Regions from separate parts of the Anas platyrhynchos genome. Here region 2 is linked to region 1. The links are chromatin contacts, called in public Hi-C maps. All regions are on one chromosome and are shown on one strand. The core of a region is the stretch at or near the end of the contact, and the rest is flanking DNA. Distances in the headings are between cores, read along the strand shown.

The links. Hi-C and Micro-C count contacts between places; a contact is called where the count stands out from the background.
Region 2: a contact with region 1 is called in a Hi-C map of subcutaneous adipose tissue, with 4 times the contacts expected there. The contact joins the enhancer-like site here to the promoter of TBC1D22B in region 1. A contact is called at or near these places in 7 of 8 Hi-C or Micro-C datasets (F1 follicle, F5 follicle, liver and 3 more).

What each region holds. Positions count from the first base shown.
Region 1 is chr27:4,704,036-4,710,287 of IASCAAS_PekinDuck_T2T, forward strand. TBC1D22B (TBC1 domain family member 22B) reads right to left here and starts at 1,995. Exons shown (of 13, transcript XM_038168398.2): 1 at 1,761-1,995. The coding sequence starts at 1,816.
Region 2 is chr27:4,737,925-4,743,802 of IASCAAS_PekinDuck_T2T, forward strand. No RefSeq gene overlaps it. Among named protein-coding and RNA genes, the nearest start is that of CACNA1S, 16 kb to the right of the region's middle. Within about 2 kb of position 1,612, at least 3 of the 8 cell types and tissues checked have an H3K27ac peak or open chromatin away from gene starts, as enhancers often do. A contact at or near this core is called in subcutaneous adipose tissue, where this site is marked.

The DNA.
Region 1 (6,252 bases), core at 745-3,244:
AAATCCCAATGCAACAGCCACGGGGCAGCACGGGAGACGTGAAACCACCTTTACCACTTCTGCCACACGCCCTAATATCGACAGGGAAAAGCTACAAGCTCACAAACCCAAGCGGCCCCATTCCTCCCATCGTGGCAAACGAACCTAGGGCAGCCTCCAGATCATCCCAAAGCCTCCCTCCACCAACTTGTCAGGACAAGGGAAGGAGAGAGCCAAAAATGTGCAGGGAAGACCTCAAAAAGTTCCCATCAGAAGCACAAGAGGCAGCTCTGAGCCCGGTGCCGGGTGTCCCACACCTCTGCTGTCCGTGCCGGTGCTGCCCTTTGGGGTTGAGGCCCGAGCCCTGCCTGTACCCGTTCCTGGAAAGGATGGCACACGGGGTATTTAGGGCTGGTAACACACCTCCTCGGACAGGGGGGGGATTTAGGAACCTGTCTGCAGGCAGAGCTCTGCCTGGGCAGGGCTGGCTGCCTCCCCGACCGGTTCCCCTGGCTGCAGCGTGCCGGGGCGAAGCAGCCCCAAGGCAGCAGCAGCTTGGGGCGAAAGAATGGGGCCAGGAGGGACCCAGGGGGTGCACAGAACCCGCTCCAACCAGGAGAGGAGAGGGGGAAGGTGCCGTGCCCCATCCGGGCTGTCCCACTGACAGCGGGGCGCTGGAGCAGCCCCAGAGCCGAGCGGGAGCCTGTTGGGATTTAATTCCGACTGATTTCACCCCGTGCCTACACCCGGAGAAAAAGGGCAGGGTTCAGATCAGGCAAACGAGCATGAACACAGCCCGAGGAGGGCCAGACGCGCACAAAACCCCAAAAGAATCCCCGGAAAGGGGGTGTCCCGGCCCCACACGCCCCCAGCACGATGGGGTTTGTGTTTGGGGCACGGGGCTTGCGGCCACCCCGTTGTGCCCCGCTCCTGGGGCCAGGCAGGGAGAGACCCCACAGCAGCATCGCCCCCCCGGTCCCACAGCGGGGGGGTCCCTGCGGTGTCCCCCGTGAATGTGGAGCCCTCCCTGGGAAACGGGCCCAGAGGGGGAAGTGCAGGAAAAGGGGGGGCTGCAAGAAAAGGAGGGGGCCCCCATGAAACGGGGGGGCTCCACAATGAGGCCAGGGTCTCCTCGGTGTTTCTGTGCAGGGTCTCATTATGGGGGGGGGGGGGTTAAGGCTCGGCCTCCCTCACCCCAAAACCTTGGAGCCCCCCCAGCACGGGTGCAGCCCCCCCTCAGACCTCCCCACCCCCCAGCACCACGTCCCCCCCATACTCCACTCCCCTCCTCCCCAAAACCTCACAAACCCCAAAACTCCACAGCCACCCCAAACACCCCAAAAAAAACAAAAAATCCATAGCCCCCCCTAAAGACCCCAAAAGACCCCCCCCACACCCAAAACCCCCTATAACCTCCCAAAAAATCCCTCCTAAAGATACCAACCCCTCCAGGACACCCCACAGCCCCCCCAAAGACCCCCACACACCCCAAAGACCCTCACAACCCCCCAAAAACCCCAGAGCCCCCCTAGAAAAACCCCAAACCCTCCAAAAAAACCCCACATCCCCCCCAAAGCCCCCCATAACCCCCCCCCAAAAGACCCCAGAGCCCCCCCAAACCCCACAGCCCCCCCCCAAAACCCCCCTCAGCCCCCCCCCAAGACCCCTCAGGCCCCCAAAAAACCCCACAGCCCCCCCCAAACCCCACAGCCCCCCCCAAAAAGCCCCCTCAGCCCCTCCCCCAAGCCCCCTCAGCCCCCCTCAAGGCCCCCGGCCCCCACCTGCCGGGCAGCTTGGCGCTGCGCTTCCAGAAGTGCCGCCCGCTCTCGGCGGCCATGGCCGAGGGGGGGGGGGACGGGGCCGGGCAGGGCCCGGCCGCCCCCGGCGCAGCGGCGGAGCGCGGAGAAGGCCCCGGCGCCCCCCCCTCCGCCCTCACCGCCGCCCGGTTGAAGCCGCCGCCGGCGCCATGTTGGTTGAGGGCGCGGGGAGCGCCGCCATTGGTCGCCCTCGCGGCGGTCCCGGAGGCTCGGCCAATGGGGAGAGGGGAAGGGGTGATGTCATACGAGGAGGGGTTGGGGAAGGAGGGGGTGGGATGTACCATCTAGGATGTTTGGGGGGGGGGGTGAGCCATTTCGGTTATTGTGGGGGTGGGATGAACCATCTCACCTGCTGTAGAGGGGAGTGGGGAGGAGTATTTAGTGCTGAAGGAAGAAGGGCGGGGGGGGGGGGGGGCTGGCAATGGGCGCTGGGGACGGGAGGGGACCTCCCCCCGTGGGCCCCCCCCCCGCCACGGTAATGGTTGGGCGGGCAGGGTTAAACAGCGCCCTGAGGGCCGGGAGAGACCATTCCGCTGGGGGAGGGGGGGACAAAACCATGAAGGGGATGGGAGGGGGGGAGCGGTTTAAACCACCCGCGGGGAGACGGGGGGAGCTGGCGGCGGGCTGAACCATCAGGGAGCGGGGGGGGGGGGGGGGGGATGAGGGGTGGTGGGGTCCCCGGGTGCCCCCCCCCTCCCCGTTGCCATGGCACCCAGAGGGATGGGGAGGGCGGGGGGCACCTCACTGAGCCCCCAGGGGACGTCCCCCAGTAACGGGGTGTTATAGGGGCGTTATAGGGGCGGCCTCCGTGAGGTGTGGGAGGTCGCCTGGTGAATAAACGGGGGTAAAGTGGAAAAAAGCACAAGTGTCAAAACACAGAGTCACTGCCATGGCGTCATCAGGGCTGGAGGAGCCCCCCAGGGTCACCTGCTCCAAGCACCCCCCCACCACTGTCCCCACTGAGCCGTGTCCCCAAGCACCAGCCCCAACCTCTCCTGGAGCCCCCCCAGGGACGGGGACTCCCCCACCTCCCATAAACACAAAAATAAAGAAAATAACCCCCCAAACAAATAAAAAATGAACCCCCCAAACAGACTTTGTGGTGACATCTTGGGACCCCGCCAGCCCCCTCTGTCATCCCTGAGGAGAAAACCCCTCCATGGGGGCAGCCCCGAGTGCCAGGCCCCCATGGCGGCAGGCACAGGCCGCGTGCTGCCACCAGGGCCCTGGGGACATGGGGACATCCAGATCCCGGTGGCGAGGCGCGATGGCCCCGTGCTGCCTGGGCCTCATTCAGCAGTGCCTGGTGGCTGGCAGGGCCACGAGTCAGTGCCGCAGCCCGTGCCTCAGTTTCCCCTATTTGCAGCGGGGCAGGGAGCCCCTCGGGGACACCTCAGGCGCTGGGCCACCCGAGCCAGCCAAGGGACAGCTGCCACCCCCAGCTCTGCTGTCCCTGTCCCCTCAGCATCACCCCGAGTGCAGTGGGGAAACCCTCTGGGGAGCGGGAGGGCTGCGTGTGCTCACAAAGCGAGAGGGAAATACAAATCGCAGGCGCATTTCTGCAGAAAAATTATCTTTTTTTAGGACGGGGCTGACAGCAGAGGGCGGCACAGGCTTGTTGCAGCCACAAAGCCTGGCCTAGCAGCGGGTGCAGTGGTGTCAATCCACTTGTTGCTGCTGTTTCCCTGCCAGGTGCTCTGGGGATGCAGGGAGGTGTTTTGGGGGCCTGGTGTGGCCAGGAGCAGAGCAGCGAGCCCAGAAGTGTGGCAGCTTTCGGTTCTGAACGAGAACGAAAGCCGAGCGAGAGGAATCGGTTCCTTTTCCCATCCCGAGGCTGAAGCAGAGAAAGGAAACTTAAAACTAGCAAAAAATAGAGCTTTTTGAGGCTCCCAGCTGCAGGGGGGTCAGTGCCATCCCAGTCAGGAGGGCGAGCAGGGCTTCCAGAAAGGGGCTGGTCTGAACTGGGACAGAAATACTGCTCCTTCCAGCCAGGGCAACGTGGCTCAAAGCGTGTGGTCTGCAAGGTGCGACGTCCATTTGCATTACCACAAAGCTCCCCGTCCCGTAACACGACTGCAAATGCAGGTGTGAGGAATTTGCCCTGGTTTGGGACATGATTGCCACGTGCAAGGCGGCGGTGGGAAGCGTGAAAGCTCAGCACACTGAGAAATGGAAACCATCCCCTCAGTGTCGGTGGGAGGCTGAGTGTGTCCATCTGTCCTAGAGCCACTTCTGGCACCTGCAGGTCCCTGCACAGCCTCCTCCGGGTGCCTGCTGGCCCCTCCAGCTGGGCAGGGTGGGTTCCCTTTGCTGTCCCTCCCCAGCCCGAGGGATAAATCCTTGCTGGAGATCTCCCTCCTGCTTTTTAACAGCAATTCACAGCTCATAGTCTCATGCTTGGGTTGCTGAATGTATCAAAGGCTGTTTGGAAACACCCTGCTAGAAAAACAGGAGAGTGACCCGAGGGCCTGAGAAGGGATGGCGGGGTGGCGGCTCACTGGCTCTGCTCCCCTCCCCAAAAGACGTGGGGATGGGACAAGAGGGATGCCAAGGACTGAAATCCAAGGGATGGGACAAAAGGGACTGAAATCCAAGCCTGTGGCTGAGCTTTGATTGTAGTCGGGTCTCAGCTGGCCAACATGTGCCAAATCCAGCCAGACCCATATGCTCGGGGGGGCATTGACGTACATCCAAGCACGTGTGTGCCCTCCTGCCCCCGTGCACACCCACAGGGATGCTACAGCAAGAACTGAGCTACGGGCAACAGCCTGGTGCAGATCACGGCTCCGTGGCACATCCGTGCCGAGCAGTGGGGAGCACAGGGGCAGTTTCCCTTGGGGTCGGTACCGACGGGTTATGCTTGCACTGGGGGGCCCTGCCTTGCTTTCTCACCAGCCCTGCCGGCACGTTTTGGGGGAGAACATGAAGAATTGCAGTGTGGGTTTGACCTGAAATGACATTTTGCTGCTTCTGTTTTTCTCACAGCTTTCGCAGCAGGGTGAGATCTCCGCTCTTGCAACCCGCTCTCCCTTCAAACGCTGACACGCACCCATGTGTCATTTCAGGTTAACTGAAATGGCTGCTTCAGTGTGAAACAAGAGCTGGTGTTTCATTTTTCGGGTCGATTAACCCCCTCCTAACTGTAACAAACATGGTGATTAAAAACACGAACATTACACGGGAGGAAGGGGACAAAAAGCTTGGAGAAGGATGAAAAACACTGATGACCTCTTTTAAAAACATCCCTCTTTAGCTGAAGTTGCTAAATTTGACTCAACTTTACACACTGGAAAGCTTTTGCGGTATGTTTTCTTTTTATGGTGAATAAAGTGTTTCTTCCTCATAAAAACCCCCACCAACTCTCGGGCCGAGTGATGCAGTTTCGGTGTGTCACGGAGGCAGCGTTAGCTCAGACCCTGCTCTAGGGAAGGTTGTTGTAAACCCCAAGTGGCATCACCGAGCCGAAACACGAGGCTCCGGTACCGAGCAGGGCTCCAGGTGCCTGAAACCAGCACCTGGCCCCTCTCGCCTTTACACCATGGGGTTTTTGGAGGTCTGGGAAGGGGCGTTTCACCCCAAATTCATGTGGTTTTCCACGGCTGAGATGGGACAGCTCCCAGAGGACGAATCCCCTTGCCTGGGGGATGTGGGGACACCACGGGGCTGAGGCTGGGAGCTGCTTGGTGGCCAGTCCCACCCGAGGAAGGCTGCGGGCAGCACTGGGACCACCTCTCCTCGTGGTCACAGCTTGCTCCTTCCCAAGCCATGAGCAATCCCGGGAACCTCTTGCTGCATGCTCACACTTTCTCCAGGCTGTCATTTCACTTTTGGGAGCGATGGGGCAGGGAAAAGCAGGCAGGCTGAGCCCTGCTCTTAAACTCCACCGCAAAAGGTCTCCGGCGAGCCGGGGCGCCGTGCCTCAGTTTCCCCACATGCCCCGTGGAGATAATCCTCTTGCCACACAGGACGTCGGCGAAGCTCTCCGAGACCGGCTCCTACGAGGCTTCATTACCAGGGAGCTGGAGCCGTGGGACACGCGGCTGGCTGATAATTCATCTCATCCTAAGGCAGGTGTTTAAAATAGCTCCTGTGACTCACAGCAGTGAGAAGGGCCAAAGGGTTTCCGCCGCCGCCTCGGGGGCAGCGAGATGTTTTCCTCGCAGTGGGACGCGGGGCGAGCTGCCACCTCCAAGCCTCTGCTCCCCGGCTCCCGCTCGCCGGGAGCCTTTTCTCCGCAGGGCTCGTGCGTGCCTTCCCGGCCGTGTCAGGTGTCTGGCTGCTGCTCCTCTCCCGTTCCCAGAAAGGGATGTGGAAAATGGAAATGTTGCTCCTGCTGTGGCTTCCTCGGTCAGTCCTTTACCCATCCATCCCCAGCCAAGGTGCTTGGCCGTGAGGTTGGGAAGCCAAAGATGTGCCGAGCACTTTACACACCCTCAGCTCTCTGTGTGACCCCAAT
Region 2 (5,878 bases), core at 362-2,861, 34 kb after region 1:
CCCTAGCTCCGCTCCAGCAGCTCCTGGGAATGCACCTGTGGAGCCCAACACCTATAGGGCAAGAGATCCTGCTGTGGGGAGCTGGCCCCTACAGAGCCCAGGTCCTATACAGCCCAACCTCGGCCACTTTAGCATGAGGGATACCCCATTTGGCTGGAGACCAGCCCTACAGAGCAAGGAACCCCATCTCCTGTGGTGCAGCGCTGCACCTACATCAGTTATCACGCAGGAGAATCTACCCAACAAAGCAGTCCCTACTGGGAGGGGGATGCTTCCCCTGTAGAGACCCCCCTATGGAGCCTGTCCCTATAGAGCAAGAGCCCCCACCCCACAAAGCAGCCTCCCGACGTGCTGCGGGACAGGATCGGGCGCAGGGTGCATTTCGGCTGGCACCTGCTGGCCACCTTCCTGCTGGCTCCAGGCCCTTGAACCTTCCTGCATCCCATTCCTGACACCATCAGGCCGTGCTACCCAGCCAGAATTTGGGATTTGGAATCCAGGTTTCGGGTACCTGGCTGGGATTTGGGTTGAGCACAGGACAGTGAAGCCTCTGCAGAGAGGCTGCTGCAGCAGCACCGGTTCCTCCTTGCCGCGGTTTGCGTTTTCTCAATGATGGGTGGCCCGGCCCCCAAGAGTAGCAGCCGTGTGGGTTTCACAATGTATTTCGGTCAGTGCTTACAAGAAAAGGCCACGGGGAGGGCTGCGGGGATTCCAGTAAATGGCCCCCGAGCCTTCCTCATTCTCAAGAATGGGAAACTGCACGACTTCTCCACGGGGTTTCGCTTTCCACGTGGGGAGACCAGAAGGTGAAGTGCTCCGCGTGGCCATTGCTGCGAGGGGGCTGAAAAGGCAGGGGGAGGCAAAATTCAATAAATTCGTATGATTTAAAATCATAAAAAGTTATATTTGTATGATTTTTTAATTATCGAAATGGAACCCATTCAAAATGGGTTTTGCTGAGTGTAGGACGGGACCCTGCTTCCCCCAGAGTTCCCCAGTGGTCCCGCTGGGCTTTTGCTGCAGGTTTTGGGTGTAAAATATTTTTCTTATGGGAAAACACAGTGGGGAATCACAAGGTGCCCCGTGCGCTGGGTTTCCCAGCCTGTTTTGGAGGTGCTCAGCGCAGCCGAGTGATTGCTGCACCCCAGCAGGACAAGGGATCCGTGTCCAGGCAGCCGTGCACCTCTGGAAGTGCTCCTTGGTGACATCCTGGGGGCTTCATCCTGCCCTACTTGGCCCCCCAGCACCCGGGGGACGCTCAGTGCCGGGGGCAGGAGCTGGCTCTGTGCCTCCCTGGCGCTCATGGCCCACAGTTTTTTTGCAGGGTTTCACCCTGCAGCCATGCTCGGGGACGGCACGATGCTGGTGGCACGGCTGTGACCGTGTCTCTGCCCTGCTCCTCCAGCCCTCAGCAGCCTCTGCGGGCCCTTTCCCCTGCCGCACGTGGATGCTGCAGCAGCGCAGGGGGCAGCTCGGGGCTGGCCAGAGGCCAGCGGGCCGGGGAGCAAGCTGGGCAGGGGCTTGGCAAAAAATAGCAAGCAGGTGCCCTCTGCCCCAGAAGCGATTTGTCGCTGGGTAAACAGGAAATCTATTCTTAGGCCCATTCATGAGCTGCGGGCTGACGGCAGCTCCCCGCTCCGGGCTTGTTTTGTTCCTCGCTGACACACGGGTGACGCCGGGGCGGAAGGCGGCCACGCAGATGTTCCAGCCCCGCGGGCTTCCCCCTCGCTTGCTTTTTCCCTCCCACCCCCGGCAGCACCCTGAGCTTCCTCGGCTTTTCCAGGGGTGCTGGGGTTTCCCCTGCGTGAGGCAGCAGCAGGAGGTGCAGGGGCGAGGGGGGAACACGCGCGGTTGGTGGCACCCTGGAGGGCGCCTTGGCAGGGCTCTGCCCCCCACACCTGAACTCCTTTCGCCCTTTCCCAACATTATCTCTTGCTTCCGAGGAGATAAAGCCACCAGAGCTTGCCCTTTCTTGGGATGGGCTGAGCTGGTTAGGCTGGGGAAGGGGGGAAAAATACTGACAGACCTCCCCAGAGACCCCCAGGGTGGTGATGGTTGAGGTTTATTTTTGCCCCCAGTTCTTTCCCTGAGCATTGTCCCCATTTGCAATGCTGGGCTGTGACCCACCTCCCTTCCATCTGCAGATCCCTTCCACCTGTGACACCCCTGGGATCTGGCTGAGGCTTTGGGGCTGGGGCTGGGGCTGCTGCAGGGCTCTGCAGCTGTCCCCGTCTAATGGGTAAGCGGGGACCCCCAGATCCCTGGGGGATGCAAGGCTCCTGGGGCCCCCAGAGCCTCCCCGCATCCCATTTGAGCCCCCGGCAGGCTCAAAGTGGTGACTTCTGCCTGGGCAACGTTTCTGGGGAGCTAAAGAGGGTGGGGACAAAAAAACACTTCTGGGGACTAAAGAGGATGGTGAAAAGCATTTGTGGGCAGAATAAGGTCCAGGGAAAGTCTGGGTTGGGCAGGAGTGCAGGGACACAGAGGGGGGTGTCTGTGGTTATGGGGTGCCCCCACACCAGGGGACTGAATTCAGGAGCTGTGACAGGCTGGGAGAGCAGCACCCTAAATCCTTAATTAGGGTCCCCGAGCTGGGTGAGGGCGAGCTACCAGCCCGGGCTCTGCAGTTACGGGCAGGATGCCGCTGGGGCACAGCCCCTGGTGCCCATCCCGCAGAAAATACACCCTCCAAAAAGGCTCCTGGGGCGCACACTGGGCTGGCAGGAGGGTTTAGGGCAAGCTTTATGGCCTCATTTCCACCGATCCTTGCACAAACCCGAGCATCTCCCCTGCACCAGCCGGCACCGGGCTCGGAGGAAAGCTGAGGCGTTGCTGCCCTCGGGCGGCAGCAGGCAGCACAGCACCGAGGGGTGGCCGGTCCCCAAATTGTCCCCAGCTTGTCCCCTGGGGTCCCCCAGCCTCTATATCCCCTGTAGAGAGCAAGGAGGGAGGGGAAGGGGGATCCAGTTTGTCTGTGCAGTAGCGACCGTGCCCCCATTTCGCTCCTTTTTTGCCTCAAAAAGCCAAAGCGCAGGGAGGTGGGATTGAAGTGGATCTCGCTCTGGGTGAGGGCAAAGGGAGGGCCTCAAGGCCACAAGCAGCAAAACTGGGGGCGAAAACGAAGCTGTGGGGAGGCCTGGCTCATCTCCTCCTGGGTCACCCTGTTTCTCCCAAAACTAGCGATCCCGAGGAGCAGGGCAGTGTGGAGCGGGATCACCTGGATCCATCTGACCAGGAGGAATTTCAGCTGTGAAGGAACTCACTCCCCCTTCACGAGACACTTTCCATTCCCCTTCCTGGGAGTCACATCGCTGCAAACAGCTGAGGCTGGTGCCGGAGGCTCGGGATCTCCCAGACACTCGAGTGGCCAGTCCCAAGGGCTGTGAAGAGCCCAAATGGGTGTCCCCGGCACAGTGTGGGGCTGCAGTGGTTGGAGGGCTGGGTGATGGTGGTGGTAGGGCGATGGTTGGACCAGATGATCTTGGAGGGCTTTTCCAACCTTCATGGCACTGCCTACACCTGAGTCCGGCACGGAAAACAAAAGCAAAGTCAGTCACACCCCAGCTGGGGTTTTCAGGCATCTCCCCCTGCAGCAGGAGGCAGACAGCGGGGCGGATCTGGGTGCTGAAGAAAAGCAAATTACCCCACCTCCTTCCCCACAGCCTCCAAACCACCTCCACCATGGGGCTTCTTTTCTGAACCTGCACCACGGGGCGCCCTGGTGCAGCTGCAGCACCCACGATGCTCCCCAAGGCCTTCAAACACAGCCACCATGTCCGACACCATCGCCTGGCATGGCATGGGCCACGGGTGTGCTGGCACTGTGGGGCCGGGTGGCGGTGACCATGGCTCCCAGGAGACTTGTCCTCTCTCTTCAAAGTCTCCTTGGGGCCCTGCAGCGTTTGGGGACAAAGATTTGTACCACAGGGGATGAGAATTTGCACCACAGGGCGGCAGAGGATGGAGGGAACAGAGGAAAGGCTTCACTGTGGGTCCATGGGAGGCCAGGGGGAGGACAGCGTCCTGTGAGGGGTGACTGAGGGCACTGGGGGGGTTTGGGCTGGGGAAGAGGAGGCTCAGGGCAGAGCTCATTGCTCTGGGACCAGAGGGAACGGCCTGGAGCTGTGCCAGGGGAGGTTGAGGTGGGCAATGAGGAGCCATTTCTGCTCAGACAGAGCGGGCAGGCGTTGGGACGGGTTGCCCAGGGAGGTGGGGGAGTCCCCGTCCCTGGGGGGGCTCCAGGAGAGGTTGGGGCTGGTGCTTGGGGACACGGCTCGGTGGGGACAGTGGTGGGGGGGTGCTTGGAGCAGGTGACCCTGGGGGGCTCCTCCAACCCTAAGGACACAGTGACTCCATACCAGGAGCACAGGCTCCCTGTCCTTGCCCTGGCACAGCCTCCCCGTGCCAGCTCCGGGTGCGCCCCGCTGTGGAGCCTCCGCTTCCAGCGCCTCCATCGCCCTCCCTCCTCCCACAGCTCCTCCCCCCCCCCCCCCCCATCTCCCGCAATGGTCCCTCCCGCACCCCCCCCATCTCTCCGACAATGGTCCCGCCCGCTCCCCCCCCCTCACCCAGCCCGGAGTGATGACGTATGAAGCGGGGAGGGCGCAGGCGCGGTGGTGGCGGTGGCGTTGCCATGGCGACCCCGCGGGGGGGGCTGCGTGAGGAGGGGGGCGGGGCCCTCCCCGTGTGGGGCTGGGGGCGCCATGTGTATAGGGACTGTGAGGGGACCTGGGTGCATGGGGACAGCCTGTGATGGGGTCCCTCTGTAGCGGGGGGTCCTTTATGGGGACCTCTGTGCAGTGGGGGGTATGCACAGTAGAACCCCTGGAGTCACACAATCACACAGTTATTAGGGGTGGAGGAGCCCCCCAGGGTCACCTGCTCCAAGCACCCCCCCCGCACTGTCCGCACTGAGCCGTGTCCCCAAGCACCAGCCCCAACCTCTCCTGGAGCCCCCCCAGGGACGGGGACTCCCCCACCTCCCTGGGCAACCCGTCCCAACGCCTGCCCGCTCTGTCTGAGCAGAAATGGCTCCTCATTGCCCACCTCAACCTCCCCTGGCACAGCTCCAGGCCGTTCCCTCTGGTCCCAGAGCAATGAGCTCTGCCCTGAGCCTCCCCTTCCCCAGCCCAAACCCCCCCAGTGCCCTCAGCCTCTCCTCACAGGACTTTTGTCCCAGGCCCTTCACCAACCCCATAGCCCTTCTCTGAACACACTTCAGGGCCTCGATGTCCTTTTACTTAAGGACATGAGGGCACCTACAAAACGGGGAGCGCTGTATAGTAGGATGAGGATACCTTCTGCAACAGGCACCCTGTGTATGACAGGGAATATGTAATAGAGCAACAATGCCCCCATTACAGTGCAGACTCCTTTATATCAGGAATTGGGGCTTCCTCACATGACAGGTTTTGGGGACCCTTGTAAAGTGGCAGGGATGAGGGCACCCTGTACCCTAGGGACCCCATGTCACAGGACCCCAAATGTCATGGGGTGACAGGGTGGATGAGGCCCTTCCAGAGCTCAGGGAGCTGGGGTAGAGGCTGTTGTGGCCCAGTGGGTTTGGGGACACCAGGACCTGCCCACGGACAAGCTCATAGGGTTTTTTCCTGCAGGTCGGGCATGAGCAACTACCTCCAACTGTTAAAGAAATGTGCAGGGAAGGAAAGCTCTGTACCTGCCTGACTTCACCTATGGGGAGCGTTCCCCCAGCTGCCCCATGCAGCGCTAGCACAGTGCCATACCCGGCCTGCAGCACCTCTCCCACTTTTCCAGCTGCACCCTTGGGCTCATAAAACATTACAACCCGTTGCAAAGCTGTCAGATTTATGTACCTGTTTTTGCAGGGCAGGGACAAGGAGGTGTTGGCCCAGGCGTT